3 separate regions of the Mus musculus genome follow, and regions 1 and 3 are each linked to region 2. Evidence: chromatin contacts called from public HiChIP or PLAC-seq and Micro-C data. All regions are on one chromosome and are shown on one strand. Each heading gives the region's core, a stretch centred on a gene start, on an enhancer-like site or on the middle of the called end of the contact. The rest is flanking DNA. Distances are from core to core; before and after follow the strand shown. Region 1 holds the start of Lrrk1 (leucine-rich repeat kinase 1). Region 2 holds the start of 1700112J16Rik (RIKEN cDNA 1700112J16 gene). Region 3 holds the start of Aldh1a3 (aldehyde dehydrogenase family 1, subfamily A3).

What was found. Hi-C and Micro-C count contacts between places; a contact is called where the count stands out from the background. HiChIP or PLAC-seq counts read pairs in DNA pulled down with a chosen protein or histone mark.
Region 1: a contact with region 2 is called in an H3K4me3 HiChIP or PLAC-seq map of bone marrow-derived macrophages, with 7 times the contacts expected there. The contact joins the promoter of Lrrk1 here to the promoter of 1700112J16Rik in region 2. A contact is called at or near these places in 7 of 39 promoter capture datasets (3T3-L1-derived adipocytes, HPC-7-derived erythroid cells, cranial neural crest and 3 more), 2 of 115 datasets of contacts at active chromatin or transcription factors (bone marrow-derived macrophages and extraembryonic endoderm stem cells) and 1 of 9 other capture datasets (adipose tissue).
Region 3: a Micro-C map of embryonic stem cells shows a contact between it and region 2, with 2.1 times the contacts expected there. The contact joins the promoter of Aldh1a3 here to the promoter of 1700112J16Rik in region 2. A contact is called at or near these places in 8 of 39 promoter capture datasets (the C10 cell line, embryonic stem cells, hippocampal neurons and 4 more), 3 of 484 Hi-C or Micro-C datasets (embryonic fibroblasts, embryonic stem cells and pre-B cells), 3 of 115 datasets of contacts at active chromatin or transcription factors (astrocytes, extraembryonic endoderm stem cells and neural tube) and 2 of 9 other capture datasets (liver and pancreatic islet).

What each region holds. Positions count from the first base shown.
Region 1 is chr7:66,386,607-66,390,766 of GRCm38.p6, reverse strand. It overlaps Lrrk1 (leucine-rich repeat kinase 1), which reads left to right and starts at 2,426. Exons shown (of 34, transcript NM_146191.3): 1 at 2,426-2,547.
Region 2 is chr7:67,221,078-67,225,421 of GRCm38.p6, reverse strand. It overlaps 1700112J16Rik (RIKEN cDNA 1700112J16 gene), which reads left to right and starts at 2,964. Exons shown (of 3, transcript NR_131044.1): 1 at 2,964-3,178. It overlaps Lysmd4 (LysM, putative peptidoglycan-binding, domain containing 4), which reads right to left and starts at 2,878. Exons shown (of 3, transcript NM_175215.4): 1 at 2,793-2,878; 2 at 1,531-1,813. The coding sequence starts at 1,803.
Region 3 is chr7:66,424,619-66,428,849 of GRCm38.p6, reverse strand. Aldh1a3 (aldehyde dehydrogenase family 1, subfamily A3) reads left to right here and starts at 1,373. Exons shown (of 13, transcript NM_053080.3): 1 at 1,373-1,536. The coding sequence starts at 1,438. Gm33515 (a long non-coding RNA gene) reads right to left here and starts at 203. Exons shown (of 3, transcript XR_391552.2): 1 at 114-203.

The DNA.
Region 1 (4,160 bases), core at 1,177-3,676, 830 kb after region 2:
GTCGGGCACGCACAGGGCTCTTCTTGATGGTAACGGCCATTTCTACAGTCTTGCATGGTGAAGAGCTCCGTGGCTCACAGGCAAAGTGTAAGGTGCCTTCTATGCTGCCTAAGTTCCTTTTAATCACAAGGCAACAATGGCAAGTGCAGAAAATGAGGATTTGGGGAAAAAAATCCTGTCCCCAAATAGTGGCCATGTGTCTACTTTTGTGACTTTGTCTATGATGATCTAAGGGTCTAGACTTGACTTAGCTGAAGTTCTTAAGGCTTCTAATTGCCAAGAGACATCAGTTACCCGGTTATGACCTGACATTGATGTTGCAGCAGAAACCTTGTGTAGGCCTGGAACGATCAAACTGTGAACTCAGCATTGCAAGACCAGGCCTCTGACACATGTGAAAACATCACCCCCTTAAAATATGGTGCTGGAGGTTGCACCAGAGCTTTCTCAGTAAGCCCCTCTGCTTGTGTTGCTATATTTATGAGCACTTCATATCTGATCCAAATGTGAGCATAGGATGATATTAAAATGACACCTCCTATTGTCTGATTAATTAGAGCACGCCTGCCTGAACAGAACCACTCTAGAGACATGTGTGAGTATGTGTGTATAAGTGTGTGCAGGTGCAATTATATGCATGCACTTGGACACATTCTCTCAAAGAAGACATTATGGGATGTTCTAGTTTCAGCTCTTGGTGGGTGCCTACTTTCTAATGCCTACTAGAATCCTTGTAGCCAACTGTGATTGTAGGTGGAGACCGGAAGAGGGTCTTTAAATTATTGTGTGTGTGTGTGGGGGGGGGAGACATCAAACAAAAGTGAGCATTTGGCTGAATAAAATCGAGTGTCAGAAGACAAAAGGAACAGTTAGCCTCCGCAGTGTCATGCTCATTCAGGGAGGTGGGTGGCTGATCTACCTCTGACCACTGTCTATCAGAGGACCCCTTTGTAGACAGGGTAATTCCAACCTCAGACTGAAAGTCAGGGTGGGATGTGAGCAAACCCAAGAAAAACATGGGTCTGCAGGAATGAAAAAGAAGTGAGAAGGAATTTTAGCTATTCTGTAATTGTCTCCTTTGCAAACTTGTGATTAAAACACACCTACTGGGTACAGTTGAATACTGTGATATGGCCATCTCAAAAAAAGCTCATATATGTGTCGAATATTCCAGACCTTTGTTTGCTCGTTTGTTTGTTTTAAATTGGGCACTTTTCTTAACCTATTTCTAAGATTGTTTAAAGTGGAAAATTTCTTGCCACTTAAGCATAGGCAACACAAGTCCTCTTAGTGTGTGTTGGTCCTGGCTCTAGACATGGACTTCCTTTTAGTAACGCTAGGTGGCAGTGATGTATGTATGCCCTGAAGGCGCCACCAAGCCAGGCTCATTCAAACTGCTGACGCCATGCCTTGCAAATTATTAGGGACTTTTCCATAGCAGTCATGTTGCTGGCCTTGCTAATTGGTCTGAGGACCTCGGTGGTGAGGACAGGATTGCAGAACCCCACCTACATTTTTGTAACAGTGTTCGATGGAGGAAAAGAAGAGCGAACGTAGAAGAGCTGCGAGGTTGTGGCCTTGCCAACTAGGGATACAAACTCCAACTCTAAACAAACACTTGAGGTGTTCCCAAAATATCTCAGGCGGCCCACGGCTTCTCAAATTCTGTGAGCTGCCAGTGAGGCGGTCTGTCAATGTTCTTTGCACTTGGTCTCAGGAATATTCATTCTTACCAGTAAGAAGCACTTCGGTCCAGTACTGATTTTCTACCAAGGATTATCTTTTCTCGGGGAAAACGAGCGGAATCCGAAGCTTGCCTGCTGAGTGTATAGCCGCGTTTGGTTATTAACTTCAGTGGAATCAACTGACAACATTCCACCTCATCGCCACAAGCAGCCAGTCAGGGTGGCATGCTCCTGTAATCCCAGCTACTCCGGAGTTCGAAAATCGAAAAATATTCATCAGCTAGTAATATCTTTGCAAACGTCCATAATTTAAGTTAGCGAACTCGTGTGGTGAAAAAGCGCAGTTTACAAAACATCAACTTTTAAAATGTAGTTTCTGCACCGCTCCATAAAGACCTGCACACACATTAATATTCTCGCTCTCTTAATATTTACAGTCACAGTATATGGCCAGCAAACAGGATAAAAATTAATCTGTTACTCGAGCAGGGTAGGAAAGGCACAACCTTGTCACTGTGCCTGTCCGCAGGGAAGGCAGCAAAGCATTCAAATTTGGAGAGGAGTCCACAAAGTTTCAAGACCCAAGCGTCTACCGAGGCACAAGAGCAGTGAGCTTGGTCACCGACATCTTGCAGCTAGGGAAACCGAGGCAGGCCATCCAGGGGAGGTCGGGGCGGCCGACCCTCTGGCACAGCCCTGCTTCCGCGCCACCCGCCCTCTCCGCCCGCCAGGCGGCCGCAGGATTGAGGAAGTGCGTCTGGCCCCCGGCGGCCAGAGCATTGCAGGGCAGAGTACGGTAGGACCGGCAGGCCCCGGCCCTCTGATGTCGCCGATCCGCGGCTTCCAGACCCTGCCGCCGCAGGTAAGTGCTGCTCCGACCCGCGCCCTGTCCGAGGACCCGAGCGAAGCCCGCACCTTAGATCCAAGCTTTGCCCGCACCACCCCGTCCCGCGCCCGGGTCCCCGCGTGCAGCCGCCGTCGCCTGCTTGTGCCCTGCGTCTCGCCTCGCCCCACAGCTCCTCTCCCCAGCTCAGCACCCCGTACCCCGGGCGACCGCGTGCTCCGGACCCCGGCCTGTGTCCGGGACCCGCAGGTCACAGCTCCGGTGGGCGTCTGGAACTCGGGCTGCCCGGGGTCTCTTCGCTGCCTCTCTGGGCTGCGCAGCGACCCTCGCCCCTTGAAGGGTTAAAGCGAGTGCAGAGCTAGAACCCGGGAGCTGGGGCAGCCGAAAACCAGCCTGGGATCGGAGCGGGGCGGGGGCGGGGAGCCGAGTTCAGAAACAAAAGTAGGAAACACTAGGGAGACTACAAAGTTCTTTTGCGTTTGGAAAAAAAAAAAAAAAAAAAAAAGCCTGACTTTTAACTTGGGAGTGGGGGTGGGGTCTAAGCGTGGGAGTTCGTGGGCGCGAGTGGCTGGAGGCAAAGGCCCAGCGAGGCTCTTCCCGCGCGTGCGGGACAGCCGGGTGGTGCTGGATGGTCTGGAGGTCTTCCCCTGCTCCACGCGTGGGGCATGTTTCTCACCCTGTGGTCCCATCACTTTGCCTATGGGCTCTGTTGCTTGGAGCCAGTGGCAGTCCTTAATGGATGAGAACAAGAATTCCTGGAGGGGCAGTAAGAAAGACAGCAATGGAGAGACTCTAGGGATGCTGACAGCCAGTTCAGTCTGGCTTTTAATAGTTTGAGGCCATTACGTTTTTCTCTTACATGATGCTCATCCCTGCAAAAACCGGAGCAGGATAGATAGGGTCTTAAAGGCAAATTCTCTTAGCAAATTCTCACCAAATAACCTATTTTTGATGAGTTGGTCACTCACACTCACATAGCAGCATCAAAGGACCTACGATTTGTACACTTTGAAAAACTTTAGCATTGAATTCTTTCTGTGATTTGGTTTTCATTGTCCTTGCTCATGTTCCAGAAGAATATAGCATACCAACACCTAATTTGTCCTTAGAGGGGCTTTTCTAGTCAGCCAAACGTTTCCTTCCCCCACACCTACAACAGTCTCCTTAATAGTTTGGATATAATTATTATAACTAACTAAATAAACCAGCTAAGGAGATGGCTCAGTATACAAAGCACTTGCTGATCACGTGTGAGGATCTGAATTCAGATTCAGAATCCGCTTAAAGCCAGATGAGACAAAGGTGCAATCCCAGATGCCCCCACTTCAAGATGGGAGATTCCCTGGAAGCTCACTGGTCAGCTAGCTTTGTGTGGGCAACATGAAGAAGAAGCCTTGTCTCAAACATGGTGCAAAGCAAAGACCAACAGCAGGTCATCTGATGATCTCAACACACACATACGGACGCCACACTCACACACACACACAAACATACAAACAGAGAGAGAGAGAGAGAGGGAGAGAGAGAGAGAGAGATATTAAAAATAAGAAGAACCCTAGAAATCATCCCAGAGTAGTCTTGTTGGCTCCATCCCCAAGTGGGCCCAGTCCATTCCCTTCTTCTGTTTTTGA
Region 2 (4,344 bases), core at 1,715-4,214:
AAGCAGGGCAGGCACAGGAACTTATTCCCCGGTTAGAAGTTAATTCAGTTTGGGGAGATGAAACCTCTCATGAGAAGTGAGCTAGGCAATCAGCCACCAGCCAGGAGTTTCGGGTTGAGTTGGTTTTTTTGTTTTGTTTTTTTGTTTGTTTTCTCCAGACTAAGGTTGTGGGACTGTGACTGTGGATTTTTATCAAGTAACACAAAACTTCTAACAGAAAAGGAGGAATGGGAAGCCAAATTTTAAATTCCCCTCACGCTACTTGGGAAAAACTTCTCTAAGTGTAAGTACGGCCCACGGAGCTGACGGTGCAAGTCCATCGTGTGTGCGATCGCTTTACTCAGCAGCCACTTTAGAGTCTTACTCAACCGGCTTATAGGACGCTTCTCTCTTGCTCTGAAACCAACAAACAGGAGGAGCTTGACAGCTTCCATTCTTTGTGTACTACATGAACAGCACATGTATTCTCCTCCCATAGGAACTGGACTACTTACTGGAGACACTAAATACCCACTCTGGGTTTCTTAGGGACTGTCATTCTGACATGACATGAACAGTAAGTCTATCTTTCAAGACTTTGTTGGGAAGGTTTTTTGTTTGTTTGTTTGTTTTTTGTCCATGGTCTATAAAGCATATGTTATGCCTAGAGAAGCAGATTATAACACCCAAATGCAAAGGCCAGTGCAATGTTAAGATGCTATGTGTCCCTGGAGACGAGCCTCTATTTGGGAAAGACTCCCACACCCACACAGTCTTTTTGCTCATTTGGATCTTTTTAGATAAACCACAGACAATTTTTAGGAGGTAAAGTTGTTTGTTTGTTTTTTAATTGTGTAGCTGATGCAAGCTTGGTGAAAGCTTCTGCCAGTATATAGCATGATTATAGCATGTACTATATAGCATGTATATAGCATGTATACAGCATGTATATAGCATGTATATAGCATGGAGTCAACAGCGGGAAACAGACTGTTTCAATGCGGGAGAAAAGAGCGATTCCAGAAACGCTTTCCAACTTACTTTGCCACTGTTAATCACTCTGAGTGCTAAAAACATAATTAAAGAGAAAGATAAGGTTATACAAACGCACAGCACAGGGGCCAGACCATGCAGTTCTACTAGGGAGAAGAGAGAAAACTCTACTAGTCAGATTAGCTACTGGCAAGCAAAGGTCAGAAAATACAAGTAGTGAGAGAAGCATGCCACAGAAACGTGTGGACTCCGCCTACCATCTCCAGCCCTAAGACCTTAAATCCAGTGTGCTCAGAGGCCACACTGTTTCATAGTGTCCCTGTGGAGGACACAGGACAAGCACACCCTGAACTGAGGTGCCCAACTAACTGACCCTTCCTGAGCCCAGAGTTCTGAATGAAGGGTACCTCCACCAGCTTCCAGCCCTGGCTAGGGAGGACTCTAGTCGCCTATGGGGGTCAGGAAGGTCCTATAGTGACCCCCGCCTATAGTGGACCCCCTCCCCCCCCCCCGTGCCTCTCTCAACCCTGGAGGGCAGAGGGACTGAGGTCAGCTTACTTTGCAGCCATACTGGAGAGCCAGCTTGTTGAGGCTGTCTTCCTGAGCCAGCTCCCGCTGCAGCAGAACCATGGTGCCTGCTCCTGGCCGTTGGCTGCTGTTCTTCTGGTGCTCCTTGCCCCGGGGTCGTAACACCACCTGATGTGACTCTTCCTCAGAGGAGTCCCCAGAGTCCCCGCTGCCATTGTTGAACATGTAAACGTGGCTGTTTGGAGTCCTGCAGACAGCAGCTGGACCTTGGAAGCTCTTGGCTAACACTTCCTTCTGCCTCATTTTCTCTTAACTGAAAATCAGACCTGGAGTTAATTCCACACAAATGCTATTCATTTTCCTCTGGCTTCCTAAAGAGGACTGTCTCGTTAGTAACTTCCTAATATTGCCAATATCAAACAAACAGCATCAGGACAGAAGGACATCCTCACACCTGTCCACCTGATACTGACACAGAATAAGATCATACTTTCCCTAAGTGCTTACTGTGTGCAAAAAAGATTCCCCACCCTTCTTCCCCACCCCCAGCTGTGCTTCCCCTAGCCCACAGAAGAAACCACTGTGTCTCAGCACTGTGTGAGGTGACAACTGTTCTCAGCTCTCTGACACTGAGAATCTTACACTTAGAATCTTTGGACAAAAACCTCATTAGGCATCCCAAGGTGTCTTCAGGGGAAAGGACAGAAGCTGGGAACAACCATAGTTCTCTTATTTTGACCCTGGCTGACGTGACCTAATTGATGAGCAATGGAAAAACCTATCAAATTTCAATTTGTCCGTTTCTCACAGTCATTCTGGACTCATTTCACCCCCACGGTCCCCTTATTGCCACCTGGAGTCAAACGCCAGAGCCACAACCAACCTTTCCCTTCCAAATGGCTGGAATGAGACTCCAGGCATTCCTGGCGGTCCCTTCTGCATGGCCCTTTAAGGGAACAGCCAACCTCAGGTATCTCCCTCTGGTCTCAAATTCTGAGCCCCTGGCACCCGGGGCGGCCAAAAGAGGCCTCAGTTTCCCTCCAATGACAGGTGGGCTGTCATTAAGCAGGAGACAAAACAAATTTCAGACGTCCCCGCCCCTGGGCCTAAACAGGCCCGGCCCCAACTTTCCAAAGAATACACATCCTGCCACTCCCGCAAGCCGGCACCAGCCCTCTGTGGACACAGGCACTGGCCCTGGATTGGCAGCCCTCCACTGAGCCCACAGTGACAGGGCCAGAAGCCCTGGCCCCCCAAGTCAACCCAGCAGACCCTGCTCCAGGTTCGGGTACCTCGCTCCCAGGCTTCACCGCCACCGCGCCCGCCGATTGGCTGCAAAAAGCAGGTCTTCCGGGGGCGGGGACTAAGAGCCAACCAATGACTTCAGAGGAGGGCGGGCCCTGGCAGAGCCGGGAGGTGCTGAGAGGTCAGAATGAGGGCGGGCCCTGATGGGCGGGGCTCCAGCGTGGACCCTGGACTTGTGCTCCTATGTCATTTATCCCAGCTGTTCCCGGTTTCCCCTTCTGAGCCAGGTATCTTGGCCTCCTCGGTGGCCACAGCTTTCTGCTAAGCCTCGGTCTTCTTCCCGGCAGGAGAGACCTTTGACCCATGTGCGTCCTGATCCGTGGCCAGGAGCGTACCCAGTACGGCGGTGCGCCACTCGAGAGGCCTGACCCAGGTAGCCTCAACCTGAATCTTCGACCCAGTATCCTTTGAGGGGCCGAATGGTTGCCAGCCCCTGCCCAGAGATAAACAGAAGTCCAGGGATGTGAAATGTTGCCCTGACAACACAGACCAGAATTGGATAAAGGAGAATATGTATCATCTGGCCAGCCAGAGCGTCCCTGCTATTTGGAAAAGGGCGGAGAACCTGTGGCATTGTTTTGTAACCAAGATTAAAATCCTTAATGGAGTAAGACTCATCCAATGAATAAGGAAGAAACTAAGTGTCGTGGGCAGGCATTACACCAAAGAATGCAGATGGCTGGCCGCTGAACCAAGGTGCTAAGCCTGTCTGGGAATCAACATTGAAACAAGAGCCCAGAAATTCTTCCTATGATTTAGAATAAAACTAAAAGTCTTACTCTAAATGTCTAAGGCCAGGAAAGCACCAGGTCATGGCCCTCTCTGCTAGCCACAGGACTCTTCTTTCTGGCTTTAAACATCTGTTTAAACATTTGTTTACTTTGCCCCCCAACCCAGGAGGTGAGCCTCGCTAATATACCCAGCACATGTGTTTCCCACTGAGGTATTTGTGGTTTGTGACAGTTTACAGGCTTGGATGAGGCTGCCTGAGAAGTATGAACGCTATGTCCCACCTATCAGAGTGGGCCAGGTGCCCAGCCACATGAACAGGTCCACTGATCTGATCCCAAGTTAGTGGAGACCCACCCCATCACCAGAGGTATCCACTCGGATATCCTTCAACCCTTGTCAAACATGTTGTCCCCTCCCAAGTCCAGCCTTCTCCTGGGATAGAGGATGCAAGGTAGCAGGGGCCAACTATTTAGCTTTCTGAATATGGCTCTGAACTCCAGGGCTAAGCAGAACTGCCATGGAATGTCGAAAGTTTTGTCTTTTAATTTTTTATTTCTTTTAAAGAGTCTAAGCCAAGCCCTTCACAAGGGCACTGACCCAGTCCCCTCTTTAAGGCTCCACCTTAAAAGCTCACTTCAGAGGGTAGGGTTTCAACAGGAAGGAAAGGGGACACAAGTCAGTCTATGGCAAGCCTGAATATGAATTCCTTTCGTGGAAAATGAATGTTTATGCTTCTCATTGTAGCCAGCTTTCCCCTCTTACCTCATGAGCTGTGTGTGCTGAACACTCACCAGGGATCATCCCAGC
Region 3 (4,231 bases), core at 124-2,623, 790 kb after region 2:
AGCAGGAAAGATGGAGGAAGAATGTTGGTGACCCTAGTGTCAAAGGAAGATTCTCAGAAGCCTGTCAGTCCTTGCTCATTTGGGGGCCCACAGCCCCCCATCCCCACTCTCACCTGCATGCTCAATCCTTAATAGCAGGAGATTGTCTGAGAGGGCACAGCTCAAATAGGGCCTTCTGAAGGTTTACTGCTTATTCCACTATCCAGAAGGATTCCTAGTGACAAGACAGTGAGGAAGGACATGGGGAACAGAAATGGAGGCTGAGTCCTTAGAACAGGCAGAGGGAGGTACCTTACACAGAAGCACATGGCCAAATCTCTCTAAGGACTAAACCCCCTCCTCTGTGGGGAGTTCAAGCCTCACCCCCTGATGCAGCCACCCTACACGTGGGTGAGACACTTCTCCGGGTTTCGGATGAAGCTTAAGTCTTAAGTCCTGGGCTGAAAGAAGCGTTTCCTAAACGAGTTGGACATGCCTTTCCCACAGCCCCTCTTGGCAGTTCTGAGCAACATAAACATTAAGAGCTTTTAGTCTGAAAGCAACTAGCTGCAAAGATCTCATGTTTTGTTTTGGGGATTTTTTTTCCATTTTTTTAAAACGGAAGTTTAATTTGTGCGTTTGAAAAATTAAAATAATTGCCTCCCTAGGGTTGTGCGTACTTATATGAAGGTCACAGGACCATCAGCCGCAAAACTCCATAAGGCTGCGCATAAGAGCTGTCGCTTAGCCTGCTGTCGTGGGTGTGACGGAAGTTTCCTGCCAGCCAGGCTCAGAGTAGACCTCCTCCGCTGGCGGCCCTAGCTTGGGAAGGATGGAGCGCAGGCTTCTGGCAGTTGGACCCCAAATTGAGGCAGCCACGGGTGGTGACCACAAGACGTCTAGATCCTGGGAGGCACAACGCAGGGTCCCGGAGAGAGCGCTCACTCCCGCCGAAGTTTTGGAGAGCCGCTGCGGTGGTCCGGGGACCGCAGGTGCCTCTGACAAAATCTCGAGATTGCCCAGAGAGAGGCCTGTTACTGCGATCGCTACGAGCCGGCTCCCTGCCCTGACGGATGTCCGACCCTTGGGAATTCCCGGCCTTGGTGCCCCCGGCCCCCAAGTTCGCAGAAGGGCAGCCTACTAGGCTGCGGAAGCCCGCGGTGTGGCCGCCCAGCGATGCGCAGACAGAGCTCTCTGGCCGCAGCCTAGGTCGGTCTGGGACCGTCCCGCTCCCGGAGGGGCAGGGACAACAGGAGGGGTAGCAGCGGCGGCCGGGTCCCCTCCTCCTCTCCCGCGCCCGCCCTCCCTTCCTCCGTCCTGCAGCCAATTAGGCGGCCCCCTTGGGCGGGAGGCGTGGGGCGCTGCATAAAGGCGCGGAGCTGTCACCCAGAGCAGGCTGCGCACCGCCCAGGCCAAGCTGGTGCGTCGGGGACACGGACCGGAGAGTGCGAACCAGTTATGGCTACCACCAACGGGGCTGTGGAAAACGGACAGCCGGATGGGAAACCGCCTGCCTTGCCGCGCCCCATCCGCAACTTGGAGGTCAAGTTCACCAAGGTGAGGAGGGTGCGCTGTCGACTCGACGGCCTGGGACTCCTGCGCCGAGCAGCCTGGTAGGGAGAGTGGGGACCAAGATACAACCGTGCTGGGAGTCCGCAGGGAGCTGCCCACACCTGAGCGTCTCTGGTGGGGGCCGGCTCCTTGGAAACTGCACTTTTTTGAGGGGCACCCCAGAATGGAAACCTGCACCTCTGGCTGAACGATCTAAGCCTCAAAGCCAGAAGAGGAGCAGGAGCGATGCAGTGAGTGCAGCGCCCACGGTGCGGGAGTTGCAGCCTGCAGAGCCGCCCCCACCCCCACCCCCAGTGTCCGGGCCACCGCCCACTTTGAGTGCTGGTGCTTTTGGTGAATGGGCATAGGGCGACTTCTTGGTAGAGGGCTTTCTGGGCTGAAGGACCTGGGTTAGGGGGCGGGGGAGGGGGGCTAGAGATACCTGAGCACTCCAGGATGAGTTTGAGGCACACCAGGAACTGCAACTTGGAAGTAAGTCTTCCTGGGCAATGAGAGAAGGGTCTAGTACCCCGTCCGTCCTTCCGTCCGTCCTGTCCATTGTGTTCAGTCTGATCCCAGCTTACCAGGAGAGCAGGGGAGGAAAGATGGACGTCATTGAGGAGTACTCCTCAAGGCCTCTCGATCTGGGCCCAGGGAAGGAGCTGCGGGTTGAACAAGACCATAGGCAGGCCTGGTGGTGTTTGCCCTTTCCTGGGAGGCTGGAACTAGCATAGTGGTGAGCTCACCTGCCCAGAGCTTCAGGGACAATGATGTCTGGGAGCAGAGAAGGCTCAGAGAGGAAGAACAAGTCTAAATTCAGAGATGCGCTGCTCTGACTGCTAGGTGTACTGGCGGGCGTCTGAGGGACCACAGCGCTCCATCGGCTTCAGGTCTGGAAACCTCAACCCCTCTTATTTTCCTGTCTTGTCCACCGAGCTCAACTCCAGCTGACACGATGCTAAGAAGCCGCCTTCATGGGTTTTTATTTTCAAAAGTAGCAATTATCCCTCTTGAATAATTTTAATCAAAAGGTGAAAGTGGCAGGTCGCTATGTGTGGGCTTCAGATTCTGATATGTTGGTACTTAGTCCCCCTGAAGTCGGCCGTGCCGACATATAAATTGCATGACATTTACATGAACTGTTTTCCCAAGGAAGGCTCTGTAATCAAGAGAGGCACAGTCCTGGGAAGACTGAAAGTTTTTTAAAATGTAGTTTCCTCGATCGTGTCAGCTTCGGAGGGAGAATTTCAACATCGGGGCTGGGAAAGGAGCAAATAATGGCTTCATTTTTCAGACCTCATTTCGATGATCCTCTCTTGCTCTGGCGGTGGCTGTTCTGTTTTGTTTTTTACAGTTCTGTAAAAAACACCACAGCAGCCAGAAAGTGAGCAGGATCGCCTCTTCGCTTAGGATTTTACGGAATCCTCCCACAATTGTCTGGCTACAAAGCAGGAAAAGTTTGCCTCTTTTTAGGCGATTTCCTGGAACACTTTAAAGATGCAGCCTTTATGGTGAGGATCCTGGGAGATTGTCAGAGGAGTAGTTGGTTCTGACAGAGCCCCCTCCCCTTTGAGGGTTGAAGGTCTGGGGGTGTCTGGCGGAGACTGTGGAACACGGTAAGATGCAGGGGACTGAGAGCTGCGACCCTCGGCCCCAGGGATGTTCCAGGAGATACTAGCTCCAGCTGCCTGGTGCCTAGCTACACCTTTCATCCCCTTACTAGTTCCAACCTGCTCCCTCTGGGCTTCCTGTGCACCTCTGCAGAGACCCCTCAGAACAATGAAAAAGGCCAAGGTGAGTCTTGTACCATCAGGGTGTCCTGGGCTAAGGATGGAAGCCAAAGATGTGGAAGAGCAGAATCGAGACTGGGGACAAGTAGTGGGCTGTGAGGCCTGTGAGCCAGCAGAGGTGTGCAGTTTCCCTGACTCACTGTGCTCCTGCAGCACGGAGGACTGGATGGAGCCCAGGCAATGGCAGGGCGGTTTACCAGCTTCCAGAAGGATGACTTTATCAAAGCTCCTTCATTTGTTCTCAAACCTTTACAGTGGGTGCAAGGCCATGAGGAGAGGGAGGGTCCTCTGGGGTTCCCCATACTGATCCTAGAGGTGGCAGCCTCTTCCATGTTAGGGACTTCTCTATCAAGTCTCTCCCAGTCGGAGAGGTTCTCTTTCAGGGTTTCCAATACACCAAAATACAAAATGTTGCCATCCCTCTTATGAGAAATAAAATTCCCCCAAATCTCCTGAAAACCTAGACACTTTGAGTTTAGCTGAGTCTGGTGGAAGTTACTGGAAAGAGTGCCAGCAGGGTTCTCTAGTGTGACCATCACCTTCACCTCCATCCAGAACACCTCCCAGGGCCTTCAGTAATAAAATATGAATTCTGTCTGCATCTCATGGTATCTTTAACCTTACACCTCAATCATGTCCCATTCCTGCTGGTTCACAAGTCGATGAAGATGGTTTCGTTCTAGACCTGTCAGCTAGTATATTGTGATTTGCAACAATTCAGCTGGCATCCTTGGTGGGCATGCCTGTGACTGTTTCGTCGGTTTTGTTTATAAGTTGCTTTAGTGGAAAGAAAACTGGCAGCAGCGGGAACCACTTACAAGATCCTACTTACTGGTCAAATAACAAAAACAGCTTTGCTCAGTGAGAAACAAACGCTGTGAGGGAGAAATACACCCAGCCAGTCTGCAGTT